Linked DNA regions of Mus musculus: region 2 is linked to region 1. Evidence: chromatin contacts called from public promoter capture Hi-C data. All regions are on one chromosome and are shown on one strand. Each heading gives the region's core, a stretch centred on a gene start, on an enhancer-like site or on the middle of the called end of the contact. The rest is flanking DNA. Distances are from core to core; before and after follow the strand shown. Region 1 has its middle 63 kb from the start of Ubl3. Region 2 holds the start of Alox5ap (arachidonate 5-lipoxygenase activating protein).

Region 1 (7,284 bases), core at 1,759-4,258:
CCAGCCATACAGTGATTCCAAACTCTCGAGTGGAGCGCCATTCCGGGACCCCTCCCTTCTCGCTTGCTTCTGGAGGAACACAAGTGCAGAAAGTTTTCCCTTTCTCACTCCTGTCCTCCAGGAGGAGAAAAAGACACTGTGGACACACCTGTGGAGGCTTTCCCTACAGTCTTATTCCAGCAAACACAATGATGTCCAGTTGCAGGTGTCCCATTTGTAAATGAGATCAAGTTCCTGTTACCACTATCAAAGCTACTGTCATTGCCGACGCTGCCAGTGGCCAGGGAATCTTAGTGAGTTGTCATCAGTGGTAGCTTCGTGGTGGGTTCTACACCTACAGAGAAGCCAATGGACTTCGGAAGAGGGACAGACAGCAGTGTGGCTGTAAAAGCCCTCCATGGCTTTCTGTGCTCAGAACTACCAAACTCAAGATTTTTTGTTTGTTTGTTTGATTGGTTGGTTGGTTGGTTTTTTTCAAGACAGGGTTTCTCTGTGTAGTCCTGGCTGTTCTGGAACTCAGTCTGTAGAGCAGGCTGGCCTCGATCTCACAGAGACCCACTGTCTCTACTTTCTGGGTGCTGGGATTAAAGGTATGGTCCACTGCTTCCTGGCAACCTTAGCTTTTTAAGAGTATCATAAATATTTGAAAGAATTATCTTCCATGCCTACTATTTGTAAAGTTGTATATTCAGCTCGCAGTAAGGTATTTTGGATGGCCCTTTCCTAAAATTGAGTTTTAAATACAACTCCAGATTTGTTCCGTTGGGCAAGTGTACTATCGGTTTATTGGGTTTGTTTCTGTTTAAGGCTTCAAAGAAAAACTACTTGCTGCTAAATTGCTCCTAAAATTTACAGGTAACAACCAGCTAAACATATGTGGAGACGTTTAAAGCATATATTCTTTGGAAACAGATTACACTGGTTGTATGCTCCCAAAATGCCATAAAACAAAGCTTTCAAAGGCAGTGGCAAATTGGAGGGGCTGCCACAACTAATGTATCTTTCAAAGCCTAAAATAAATTATGTCAGCCTTTCTAGCCTGGGAGTTGATTTTTTAACTCAAAACAACCCAAACCCATTCTATATCACAATAAAATGCTAATGATGACCAGGTCTTGTACGTTTCATGAATTATAGCCAAAAACCAACGAAACAGAGGCCAATAAACCTGGTCTCCAGCCTCTTAGGGAGTTAAGCACTAACACACAGGGATTTCACTTTGGTCTGGGTGCAAGTCCTGCATGTTTAAAAGAACACTGCTGTGTTAGAGGCTGTATGTGTGTGTTTCCTACGTGTCTGAATAGTCCCCTGTGTGTGTGTGTGTGTGTGTGTGTGTGTGTGCACACGTGCGAGTGTGTGTGTGTATACACATGCTTGCATGTAGAGGTCAGAGGCCACTATTGTGTGTCTTTCTCAATTCCTTTCCACCTTAGTTTTTTGGTTTTTTTTTTTTTGGTTTTTTTTTTTTTTTGGGTTTCTCATATAGCCCTGGCTGTCCTGGAACTCACTTTGTAGACCAGGCTGGCCTTGAACTCAGAAATCCTCCTGCCTCTGCCTCCCAAGTGCTGGGATTAAAGGCATGTGCCACCACGCCCAACTTTTTTTTTTTTTTTCCACCTTAGTTTTTGAAATAGGGTCTCTCCTTGAACCCGAAGCTTATGAATTTGGCAAGCCTGGCTCCTTGGAGAATGTCTTAATTAGGGCCTATTGCTGCAACCAAAAGCAACTTGAGGAGAAAAGGGTTTATTTTGCCTAAACTTCCAGTTAACAGTCCATTACTGAGGAAAATCAGAGCAGTAAAGGGACCTGGAGGCAGGAGCTGATGCAGAGGCCATGGGTGGGGGTGGGGTGCTGCTTACTGACTTGCTCCTCATGGCTTGCTCAGCCTGCTTTCTTATAGAACCGAGGACCACCAGCCCAAGGAATGGTACCCCACCAAACCACTAATTAAGAAAATGCATTACAGGTTTATCTGCTTACGGTGGGCTCTTCTGGAGGCATTTTCTCAGTTGAGGCTCCCTCCTCCCTGATGTCTGTAGCTTGAGTCAAGTTGACATACAACTAGGGATTCTCCGGTCTCTGCCTCCCAAGTGCTGGCATTACTGGCATGTGTGGCTACAGTCAGCTTCTACATGGGTGTTAAAGACTGAACTCAGGTCCTCGTGCTTGCATGGCAGGTAATGGATCAATTGTTCTATCTCCCCAGCCATTATATGTATGTATATATGTAAATTACATATACATAGATCCAATACGTATATATCTGCCGTTCCCTCCCACTTTCCTGTAAATGTCATGATTTTATTCCTCTTTACAGATGAATAACCCCCAGTTGTTGTTTTTTGTTGTTGTTGTTGTTTGTTTGTTTGTTTGTTTGTTTGATCCATTCTCCAGATGATGGGCATTAGGCTGGTTCCATCTCTTAGCAATTGTGACTGCGGCAGCAGGGGTCTCTGTAGTGTGTTGGCATGGGGTACTTTGGATAAATGCCTAGGAGTGTTAGAGCTGGGTCATATAATAGTTCTATTTTTAGCCCTTTTGAAAAACTCCCATACTAATTTCCTTGGAGATAGCATCAGCGGTCCACATTCTCCCCAACAGTGTGTAAGACTTCCCCTTTCTCTCTGACCACATAATTTTACACCCCAGGCACCTGAGTTTTAACTGAGTCTTAATCAAGTCTCCCTTAGACACAACGTAAAGGTTGTGATTATTTATGCAGCCTTGAAGTGCCATTTCCCTGAGAGTCACTCCTTGTGTTCCTGTAAAACCTCGCTCGCATGTCTGCTTTCCTGCTCACTGTACACACAGACGCAGGTTCCCCCAGCTGGAGTAGCAAATGGACTGCTCACCTCCTGCTGTCTCTCAGCATCTAGCAAACGCCTGTAGGTGTGTTGGCTGGAGTGAAAAATGCCCCCCCCCCCCAAAGGCTCAGTTCCCTGGTTGGTGGAGATTTGAAGGGTGGGGAAGGGTGAATGGAACCTTCGGGAGGTGTGGCCTTGCTGGAGGAAGTGCGTCACTATAAGGGGGTGCGCTTTGCAATTTCATAGCCCCGCCCGCCTCCAGTTCTCTCTCTGCTTCTTGAGTTTGCTTGCGGTGGAGGTGTGATCTCTTGACTCCTTGCTCCTTCATGCTTCTACCATAATGGACTTTTAGTCCTCTGGAACTTAAGCCAAAAGAGATGCTCTCATCTCTAAGTTACTTGTGGTCAGGGTATTTTATTACGGTAACAGAAACTGATACCGTGGGTGTTAAGGACTGAAGTGTGTCCTATGCTCTTAGGCTGATATGTTGACATCTTAACCCCCAGTACCTCCAACGGGCCCTCACTTGAAAAGAGGGTCACTGAAGGTGTAATTAGTCACTATGACTTCACAGTAAATCCCAACCCAGTATGACTGGTGTCATAAAAAGAGATTTGGACACAGGCAGGGAGACGCAGTTTGACCGTGAAGGGAGAGCAGCAAGCGCCATGTGTCTGTGAGAGTCTGCCAGCTAGCCTCAGGGCTTGGAGGAAAGCCCAGTGCAGAGCCTCTTTAGCGGCTCTCAGAAGAAACGAGCACTGCAGACTTCTTGCCTCCAGTGTCCAAAGGCAACAATCTCTGTATTGAAGGTGCCCACGTGGAAGCTCTTTATATGGGGCCCTAGCAAAGCCACGGCTGTGTGACAGAGAACCAGCACAAACTCAGCTGCGACAGCAGGGGTGGTGGCCCGTGGTTTCCTTTCCAGGGAGTAGCTCCTGAATTTGACAGCGTTCTTCTCGTACTGTGCAGAATGCCCTAATCTACTCGAGATGCTCATGTATATAAGACGAGGTGCAGTCAAGGTCGCCATTTGCTTAAACGAATGCATCCCAGTAATAAGTAGGAAGCCGGCAAGCTCAGGGACACAGCTAAATACAAGGGGTCAAGCCCCGCATGGTAAAGTAAATTAACTAAATGAAAAATAACTTCTCTTTAAACTTTATTTGTATAAGCATTTGCCCGTGTTTATGTTGTGTTACAGGTATGTGCACCCTCAGAGGTGAGAGGGGGGCATCATTTGTTCTTCTTTCCCCCTCCCTCCCCCCTCCCTCCCCGCCTTCCTTTGTACTTCTGTCATTGGCTGATGCCCAGCCAATGTCAGGGACCATGCCATTGAGTCTGTGGGACTGTGAACATGGTAAATCTTTTTTCTTTAGAAAGCTGACCTTGCCTAGGCTACTAGAAAAAAAAAAAAAAAAAAAAAAGATGTGATATACCATGAAAAATAAGTTCCTGAGAAATTTGCTACAGAAAAAAAAAGCTTGTAAAATTATAGGATCAACATAATCATGCCCAATTTTCTTACATTTGGGACAAATCTCTCAGCTTTAGAGTGGGGGCCAAGATGTGGCCCAGTTGTGGGAGGCATCCTGAGAGAGGCCACTGGTGAACTTCCCACGGAACTTTGACTGAAGGTCTGGGAAGCCTCTATCTTTGTGTCTTTTGAAGAAAGGGGCGGGGCCTGATTTCACGCAATGACGGAATTATTTTACCAAGTCCATCCATCATCCTGGAGGCTTCAGGAGCCTCTGTCCCTTGGCGCTGACTGGCAGGGTCTCTACTGAGCCCATCGTGGCCTATACTCTGTCCCCTGAGCCTGATCAGCCGCTGCCTTTGGACCTTACCCTCAACTCTTTCTCTGCTCTGTCACCAGTCGGCCTTCGCTGTGGGTAGAAGGGCTCGGTAGACAAACCAGTATCTGAACATATGTAAGCTGTTTATTCCATCCATAAAGCACAGGCCGGCTCTGAGGAGGAGCAGCGGTGTGACAGGAAGGATAACAGCCCCCGTCGGTCATTCAGCGTAAGGGGGACTTGTTCCTAGCAACTGAATAAGCCATTTCACCTGTGTGCAGTCGACCTTGTGGAGAAAAGCGTCTGGACGCAAAGACATCGCTGCAGTTGAAATAACACGCGCTCAAGAACAGTGAGGTTCCTGAGGAGGGGTGGAGCTTTGGCGTCTTGGAATATGTTAACATCGGAAGGATACTGTGCTCCTTGGTCCAACCTTCATGGTTTTTGTTTTTTGGTTTTGTTTGTTTGTTTGTTTGTTTTTTTCGAGACAGGGTTTCTCTGTGTAGCCCTGGCTGTCTCGGAACTCACTTCGTAGACCAGGCTGGCCTCCAACTCAGAAATCCGCCTGCCTCTGCCTCCCGAGTGCTGGGATTAAAGGCATGCGCCACCACGCCCGGCCAACCTTCATGTTTTGAAGCTAAGGAAACCATGGATCACAGCTGGTCAGCAGAAAGGGCAGACATAAGCACCTGCTCCTGACTCTGTGCTGTGTCTCCCGTGTGTACGTGATGACCACGGGTCCTCAGGGAGATTCTGGGGTGGGGGAGGAGATAGCGCTAATTCTGAATTAGAGGGCCTGGTGCAGGTGGGTACCAGACAAGGGAAAGCCAGAGTCTAACTGGGGGCAGGAATGGTGTGAGCATTCCTGAAGCCGGGAGGAGCCTAGACTGAAAAGCATTGGTGGGAAGTGAGAGTTGAGGTCGGATAGTATGCAGGTCAGAGTCGATGATTTGCCTCGAAGTGCCTTTGGAGATTGGTGCCAGGGTCCCTTGTGAACACCACATCAACAGATGCTTAAGAATAAAATGGCTGCATTGAACCTCCATTCTCATGTGTGCTTTAAATTCCCTCTGGGTTACAGTAATACCTAAGACGGGGCAAATGCTGTACAGATAGATGTCAGCCTTGCAACTTATTTAACTCATTCAAACTATTCTGCCTTCCACATGTTAATTACAGTTCCTTCAGTCCTGACCTGCTTCTTGCTCAGCCTCTCTCCTAGCGTCTCTTTTTATTCTCTCCCTATTTCCCAGAATCCTCTCTTGCTGCCAGTGTCCCACCTCCTATTTCCTGCCTCAGCTCATTGGCCATCGGCTTTTTTTATTGACAGATGATGCTTCTAAGAGATTCTACAGTATCACACTGAGGGTCTAGCTGCGGGGTACAGAACTTACCGAGCATCCACAGAGATTTTAATCCCTTCCCTGCAAGGAAATGAATCAAAACAAAAATTATAGATTCTGTACAGACAACAATGTCTCCTTTTTAGTCTGTGGGACGGAGCCCACAGATAGAGAAGGCTTAGCACCAAAACCAGGTGATAAGCCAGCTCCACCACTCAATGGGTTCTCCAGGGAGGGAGCGAGGATTAAGAAGAAGAGAATTAGACAACACCATAGCATGACCCCAGCCTGTTTTGAGGCTGACACGGGTTTATTTTTCTCCAGTCTGCTTTTATACCACTCTAAGTACATGCAAAGAATAAGGTCAGTTCTAGGTCAAGGAACAAACAAGGCAACAAAGTCCAAGATGATCAAGATCTTGAGCCTACATCCTTGTCCTAGCCCAAAGTCAAATTCCTGCCAAATTCCTAGACGCTGTTCCAAGAGCTCTCCACAACCAGGCTCAGTCTATCAAGCATAACTAGAAAGACGTTAGCAGTGTGCATTAGTTATGGAGCAAAGGTTAGACCACCCCTGATCTTTCAGGAAACTCCCTGCACCACACTGGAAAACTGGGTCCCCATCTTGGCCAACGCTCTATGGCAGTCAGCAGGTGCCACATGGAGAAGTCACATGCAAACGAGGAAGTCGCTGCTTTCAAGCCATAAACCACTAGCCTGGCTGAGCAGCAAAATGGAAGCTTCGCACTCAGTTTTGCTTTCTGCACACTTAGCTGTGAGTGGAAATCTCACCCCACCTGGGGCCATCTGTTGGGGAGCCCTGGGTGCATGAGTCAGGAGAACCAAAGCACCCAACCTTCATAGGTGCAGTTATAAGGAACCACCCTCCAGAACCCACTGTATAAAGAGGAAGCTGCTTCTAATTTCTTAGCTAGAGGAGGATCATTTCAGACAGTGACTTTGAAAAATAACTCTTTAGACATGTCCTGTGTGCTACATCTGTCACAAGAGGTCCTACAGGAGTGTGTGAGACTAGCACAGGGTCGAAGCAGAGTCCACAGGCAGAAATCTATTGCCATCAAAATCATTAGAGAAGCAAGGGACTGCGTGGACTGTGAGTATCAGCAGGCTCTTCCCCTTCATCCTGACAAGCAAAATGAGAGATAAATAAAAGGACTTCTCAAAGAAGACTTCCTAGGAGTCAAGGGGCGATATGAGATCTGAGCAGGTGGGGGAGTAGAGGATCGGGAAGATGATAGAAAGGGAAGCTTGAAGGGGCATCCTACCAGAAACGAGTGTAGGAGATCAGCTGAAGGCTGAGGGCAAGCCCACGCGGGGACATTAG
Region 2 (7,284 bases), core at 1,281-3,780, 780 kb after region 1:
CTGCTGCCGACAATGACAGTGGCCTGTGCTGTGTCCTTTTTCATGAGAGCACTTCTTGAATATCTGGGACAGGGGACAAAAGTTGTATCTCTGCACAGATTCTGAAGGCTTGCTATTTACACAGAAAGCTGTCCTGTTGAGTGGCAAGACGTCGCTTATCACATACATAACTCATACAGGAGTACTGGATTTACATCCTTCCTCCTCCCCCTCCCCATAATTCCTCCTGTGTAGCCCCTTCTCAAGTTCATAGCCTCCTTCTCTGTAATTATTACTGTTATGTGCATTCACACTTATACACACATACATATAAATACATAAATATAACCTGGTGAGTTCATTTAATGTTGTATATATATGTGTGTATATGTGTGTGATATATGCTATATATGTACAATATATATGTATATATAATATATGTGTATATATGTGTGTATGTATATATGTGTGTGATATGTGTGATATATATGCTATATATGTGTGATATATATGTTTATATGATATATGTATATGTGTGCATATATGTGTGTGTGTATATATACATGTGTATATATATATATATACATATATATATCTGTCTATCTATCTATCTATCTATCTATCTATCTATCTATCTATCTGCTACATGTTGGGGGCTCATCCGTCCCACTCTCCATTGCCTGTCTTCACCTAGGGGTGGGGTCTAGTGAGATTCCCCCAGACATGTTGGCATGTCAATGGGGGTCATTGTTCAGTTCTTCTTTAGATGACCACACATGGGAGCAGCTTCCATGCCATAGAGGATACAATCTCCCCATTCTTCCTGTCACAGTGGGGACTACTCTCTTCTCATCAGGCTGGAGATAAATTCAGGGAAGCCAGCTGAGGTGTTTGAGAGTCCTCTCTGGGTAGTCTCTTGGGGGTTATCTGGTTAATGCTGTTATGACTCTTTTTTTTTTTCTCTAATTTTTTTCCTTTTTAAAAATGATTTATTTTATGTGCATCAGTGTCTTGCCTGCACATTTGTTTGTCAGATCCTCTGGAACTAGAATTACAGACACTTATGAGCTGTCATTCCGGTGCTGGGACTTAAACCCAGGGCCTCTGAAAGAACAGTCAGTGCTCTTAACTGCTGAGCCACCTCTCCAGCCTCCCTGTTTCTGACTTTTGATGTATTCTTTGGTTTAGTTTTAATCTTTAGCTGAAGTTTAACATTTATTTTATTGACTTTTTTTGTGCGTGCACGTGCGTGTATGCACATGTATGTGTCTGTGGAGGGCAGAGGCAAACCTTGGTTCTAGTTCCTCAAGTGCCATCCACTTTATCTCTTGAAGCAGGGTCTTTCCCTGCCTGGGACTCTCCATTAAGCTAGGGTGGCTGGCCAGTGAGCCTGAGGATGCTCCTGCCCCTCTTCCTGTAATATTGGGGTTACACACATTCTACCACACGTGGCTTCTTAGGTGATGTGGGGACTGAACTCAGGTCCTCAAGCTTGCATGGAAAACACTTTCCAATGAAGCTGTCTCCCAAGTCCCATAGTTTTATTTTATTGCAGGAAAGGAGCCACTGGTTGTCTTATCATTCATTCACTCCTTCTTTCCTTCACCCATCCATCCACTCACCTATCCATCCACTCACCCATCCATCCACTCATCCATCCATCCATTCACCCATCCATCTAATCACCCATCCATCCATTCATCCATCCATCCATTCATCCATTCACCCATTCACCCATCTATCCATTCACCCATCCATCCATTCACCCCAGCCTATGTGGCTGCTATTCTGCACTGTACAATGTGTCAAATGACATTTATTTACCAGGAGGAATTCAAAGAACCAAGGGCATACTCAGGACGCACGTCTTTTTGGTGCTGTATTCATTTTATTTCCTTTTCTTTTTCTTCTTTTTTTAAATCTCATTTTCCCTTTTCTTTATTTTTGCCAGTGTAAGAAGTGGTAGTGGCTCCGGGCTCCTCGTGCTGTGCAGGGTCCAGATTTCATGCTTATGCTCCTAGCGAGGCTGCCCATAGTAAGCAACATCAAAGAATACGCTGCACTTCCCTCTCCCTCTGACTCTGTGACTCCTGGAAGGTAACTCAAAACCACAGGTCCTGCAACTTTGTTGAATAACAATTAGAAGAGGAAGAATGAAAACTAAAGGCAGAAGAAGGAGGAGGAGCAAGGGTAGGAATGGGAGGAGCAAGAGGTGGAGGAGTAAGGGAAGGAAGGAGAGAAAGAGAAGAAAGGGGAAGGGAGATGAAAGAAGAAGGGGAGGGAAAAGGAGCAAGAGGAGAAGTAGGAGCAAAGTGAGGAGGTAGAGCAAGAGGAGGAGGGAAGGGGCAATAGGAGGAGGAGCAGGTGGAGGAGGGAGAGGAGCAAAAAAGGAGGGGGAGCAAGGGGAGAGGGTAGTGCAAGAGGAAGAGGGAAGGAGCAAGGGGAAAGGGAGGAGCAGGAAGAGGGGAGGAGCAGGAACAAAAGGAGGGGGAGGAAGAAGAGGGGGACAAGGGGAGGAGCAGGAGCACTGAGTGGCTGTGCTGGGGACCTTTGGAAACTGATGGTAAAAGGCAGAGCACAGCCTGGCACTTCCCCTTTCTGCGCAGGAAGGCTGAGGTGCTAGCACCAGCCTGGTTGTCTCTGGCGGGCCTGAAGCAAGCATGGATCAAGAGGCTGTGGGCAACGTTGTGCTCCTGGCCCTTGTCACCCTCATCAGCGTGGTCCAGAATGGTAAGGGCCCTTCCTCAGGGAGAGCAGGGGTGCTGGAAGCCAGGCACACACCATTCTGTGTGCACTATGCACACGTCTGTATTTATTGCTGTGTACGTGAGTGTGCAGGGGTGGGTCCTGTTCTGTGTGAGTTTGGGGTTTCCTTCTCTCACTTGAAGGATGATGTCAGGTGTGTTTGCAGAGGATGGAGAGCAACCTGAAGGGCTGGTGAGAAACTTGGCCCAAGTGTCTTGGTGGAGCAAGGGCATGAAGGGTGGAAGAGGAGGGCCAGCCTGGAGAGAGTGTGGGGGTCTGTGCTCCCTTGGACACCCGCCTGAATGAGCCAATTTGCAGCAGGACCCAGGTCGTCTGTCGTCTGTGTCAGGCAAGGGGTAGTCTTGCGAGCTATAAAGGAGAAAGTCTTTATCATCTTTTTACTTCTGTACTTAAATAAGTTCTTTTGAAGAAACATCAAAGAACAATGCGTAAGGCTATTTTTAGTTTTGTTTTGTTTTGTGGTCCTGGGGATAGAACTCAGGGCCCTGCATACCTTCTGTATATTCTCTACTACACATCTATGCCCCAGCCTTTTGGTGTACAGCTTTACACACACACACACACACACACACACACACACACACACACACACACACACACGTCTGTCTGTCTGTCTGTCTGTCTGTCTGTCTGTCTGTCTGTCAGTCAGTCAGTCATGTTCTATCCATCTATCTATCTCAACCTTCCTAGCCCTTTGACACAGTATCTCAGGTTGTGGTGACGCCCAAGCATAAATTATTTTTGTTGCTACTCCATAACTGTCATTTTGCTGCTGTTAAAGATTGTAATATAAATAAATACCTGTGCTTTCTAATGATCTGAGGTGAATTCTGTGAAAGGGTCATTTGACCCCCAAAGGGTTCATGATCCTCACGACTCACATCTATCTATTTACCTATCATCTATTTATATATAAGTCCTATCTATTATCTGTCTGTCTGTCTATGTATTTATCTATTATCTATCATCTGTCTGTCTGGGGAAATGTTCCTATTTCTTAGTATTGCCATTAAACACACACACACACACACACACACACACACACACACACTCTCACGCATGCACGCACGCACACACACACGCACGTCTGTTTTTCTATCTATCTATCTATCTATCTATCTATCTATCTATCTATCTATCTATCTATCATCTATCTATAGTTTAAGATAAATAATTAAGAGTTAAAGAACTAAGCAGGACACAGATCTGTGTAGGGCTGTCACCTTAAAGTTCTGCCTGGAATGTTTCAGGCTGACTTTTTTTTGGGTAAGGACACCAGTGGCTTTGTGTTTTCCAATTTATTAAGAAAAATTGGGGAGTCATTACTCAGGGCAGCATCCATGGCTTCCTGGTAATTTCTCACGACTCTGTACTGTTACACTTGGGATTTGGATACGCAGCCACCTTGGGATGCTATGGTGATCTTGACTGTGGAGATGCTAGGATTTCTTTGACTGGGCACAGAGCAAGGCTTCCCCTTTGGCCTCCCAAATCAGAGAGACCAGGTTTGGCACACCATAAGCATGTTTTTCTCTATGCAGCAACAGTGTGGAGTGCTCAGACCCAACCCTTTTCATGCTACATCACACTTAATCAGCTTGCAAGCCCGAGAGGGAACAAGTGGCTTCCTTAAGTCACCAGTTCCTCAAGCCACCGCTGTCTCTCTCATGCAGGGCTCTCTTGGCTCTGTGAACTGATGGTGGGATGCTAAGCAAGGCTGTCCTCCAGGAACGGTAGCAGTGGAAACCCCTAGTCTGGGCAGGGCAGGGATAGTGCTTGCTCAGCCCTGGTAGGAGCTCCCCTCTCTCCTGCTCCTCTGTACCCCGCACTGTATCTGACTGGCATCGGTGCACAGTGGGCCATGCCCTCGCCCCTGCCAGTGCAGTTGGAACCGGCTTTAACAGGAAGTTCAAATTCACTTTCACCATTGTCCTCTCATTTCAGAAACAGATCAGGGGGAAGTGGCAAGGCTCCTGGTTAGACTGGAGATCCTTTCGTGTTAGGCACTCAAATGACCAGGTTGTGTGAGCAAAGGTCCCCTCCCTTCCTCAGCACCCCCAAGAGTTGGGTAGAACAAAATGGAGCCAGAGTATCACGGGTTCAGGGATGGCACAGAGCCCTCCCACCTGTGATCAGGACAAGAGCCGCTGCTGCCCTGCAGGAAGGCTTCGCACAGTGGCTTTGGATCAGCGATGCTCTCCTGTCAGGGAGGAGCCCGAGCTCCCAGTGAGACCCGAGGCCATGCTCGAGGTCCTTCTGTAACTGTTGAAGATTCCTATCTTTGCTATCAAGTATTGAACACTCTTTGTGTCCCAGACAAGGAGGTGCAGTGGTGGCTTTACACTCTTGGGGACCCTGAGTTTTCTGAGGATGGGCAGGGCCCAGCCCGCCTGATGTGACTTCCCCCTCTGCCCTCAAATACTCTAGTCATCACGATGACTGAATGTATTACCCTCTTCCAGTCTGAGGCAGCAGGATGCAGATCTGGGAGGGCCGAGAAACCAAGAAACCCAGTCCTGAGTCATCACAGACCAGTTGCTTTCCCCACACAGCTGTCAAGAAGCTAAGGCTTTCTCCTGCCAAGGGACCAACAGCTTTGTCCTGAGGCAAACCTGGAAAAACCATGCACATTGTCTCTAACGTAACTGTCCTGGCTAGTTTTGTGTCAACCTGACACAAGCTCGAGTCATCAGAGTGGGGGAACCTCAATGGAGAAAATGCCTCCATAAGATCTGGTTGTAGGACATTTTTTAAATTAGTGATTGATGGGGGAAGGCCCCACCCACTGTGGGTGGGGCCACCCTGGGCTAGTGGTCCTGGGTTCTAGAAGAAAGCAGGCTGAGCAAGCCATAGGGAACAAGCCAGTAAGCAGCATCCCTCTATAGCCTCTGCATCAGCTCCTGCCTCCAGGTTCATGCCCTGTTTGAGCTCCAGTCCTGACTTCCTTTGATGATGAGCAGTGATATGGAAGTGTAAGCCCAATTAACCCTTTCCTTTCCTAACGTGTCTTTTGGCCACGGTGTTTCATCACAGCAATAGATACCCTGACTGCGGTCCCGCTATTGATTTTTCGGTTTTATTAAGGTGCAAGAAAGATGCCTATAAAACCATCCCACCATTTGCTTTTAGTAAATCTCGCGGTGAAGTTTGTGAACATATTGCAAAACAAGCTTTGTGTTAGACAGTTCTGCTCTTGACCATAGACTGCAGGAAGTATCTGAGCACCTTTAAGGAGGTTCAGGCTAAGCTGCAGCATTGAGCCGGTTATTGTATTAAGTGTATTTTTTTTTTACTCAAAATTTTCTGGTTTAGGGTTGATTTATTGGGAAAGCAACTCCACCCAAGGGGCATCTGTCTATGGGAAGAATGACTTTCACAGGTAACTGGAGGAAGATGGATGAAGCAGAGCTGTCCTGGATATGGAGACAGCAGGGAAAGGCCACTCAAGGGATGAGAGAAACTGGGATGAGTTAGCATCCTTCCCCATTCTCCACCTCACAGCTGCCTCCTCCCTTACAGGGGCTCTTTCTGAAATGAGGACCACAAAGCAGTCGTTCTCAACCTGTGGGTCTCGACCCCCCAGAGGGGGTCACCGAGAAAACACAGGTATTTACATTACAGTTCATAACAGTAGCGATACTACAGGTATAAAGTAACAACAAACATAACTTTATGGCTGGGAGGGTCACCACAACAAAAGGAGCTGCATTAAGGGGGTGCAGCATTCGGAAGGCTGAGAACCACTGCCATAGACAGATAGCTTCTGAAAACCCCACCAGCTCCTGCTGTGTTAAAACAGCCTCATAAAAACTATTTGTTTACTTCTCCGGCTCCCATTTCCTTAGTGATGAATTGAAATACCATGTTTTTTTTTTCTATGTGACCTTGAGAAACTTATGGATCTCTCTGACCTCCCCCCACCCCATGCAGTAGGTGATGACTCCCCTGACCACCCCCCCCATGTAGTAGGTGATGACTCCCCTGACCCCCTCCATGCAGTAGGTGATGACTCCCCGAGGCTTTCTAGATGAAGGTCCAGGGGTTGTCAGGATCCCCTTTGTGGTGAATTCTGAGGAACTGTTTTGACAACCACCTGTGGTATTTGTCTTTCATTTGCTTGCCGGTTCCAGTTTAATATTAACAGCTAGCCATAGAGAGGAGGACACATGGTCCTTGCCCGCGTGGCTTCCGGAGTTGCCTCGAGGTCTATAAGGAGTTAGGGAGACTGTCGAGGCATAAAGCAGGTAAAAGAGGGAGAGGCTGCAGCCATAGATGGACTGAGGAAGACATGCTCACGTTTGGAATTGTGGGTTGGAAGGATTTGCAGGTATCTTTAGGTGACCCCGAGAACGGGAGACCTTGAAAGTTAAAGGGGTCGGGACAGCAGAGAACAAACAGACTTGAGGACTTGAGGATGGTGGGTGGGAGGGTTGGACCTGCACAGCAGGGAGAGGGTTTGTCCCTGGGGCGAAAAGAAAGGCTTTGCTTTTTTGACCACGAAGGGGCAGATGAGGCTGACAGAGAGGTGTAGCTCAGTCC

Evidence for each region. Promoter capture Hi-C pulls out the DNA fragments that hold promoters and counts their contacts.
Region 2: a contact with region 1 is called in a promoter capture Hi-C map of the C10 cell line, with 5 times the contacts expected there. The contact joins the promoter of Alox5ap here to the enhancer-like site in region 1. A contact is called at or near these places in 4 of 39 promoter capture datasets (the C10 cell line, liver and neutrophils), 2 of 115 datasets of contacts at active chromatin or transcription factors (microglia and pancreatic cancer cells) and 1 of 9 other capture datasets (adipose tissue).

What each region holds. Positions count from the first base shown.
Region 1 is chr5:148,486,508-148,493,791 of GRCm38.p6, forward strand. No RefSeq gene overlaps it. Among named protein-coding and RNA genes, the nearest start is that of Ubl3, 63 kb to the right of the region's middle. Within about 2 kb of position 3,009, at least 183 of the 459 cell types and tissues checked have an H3K27ac peak or open chromatin away from gene starts, as enhancers often do. A contact at or near this core is called in adipose tissue and neutrophils, where this site is marked.
Region 2 is chr5:149,262,474-149,269,757 of GRCm38.p6, forward strand. It overlaps Alox5ap (arachidonate 5-lipoxygenase activating protein), which reads left to right and starts at 2,531. Exons shown (of 5, transcript NM_009663.2): 1 at 2,531-2,709. The coding sequence starts at 2,640.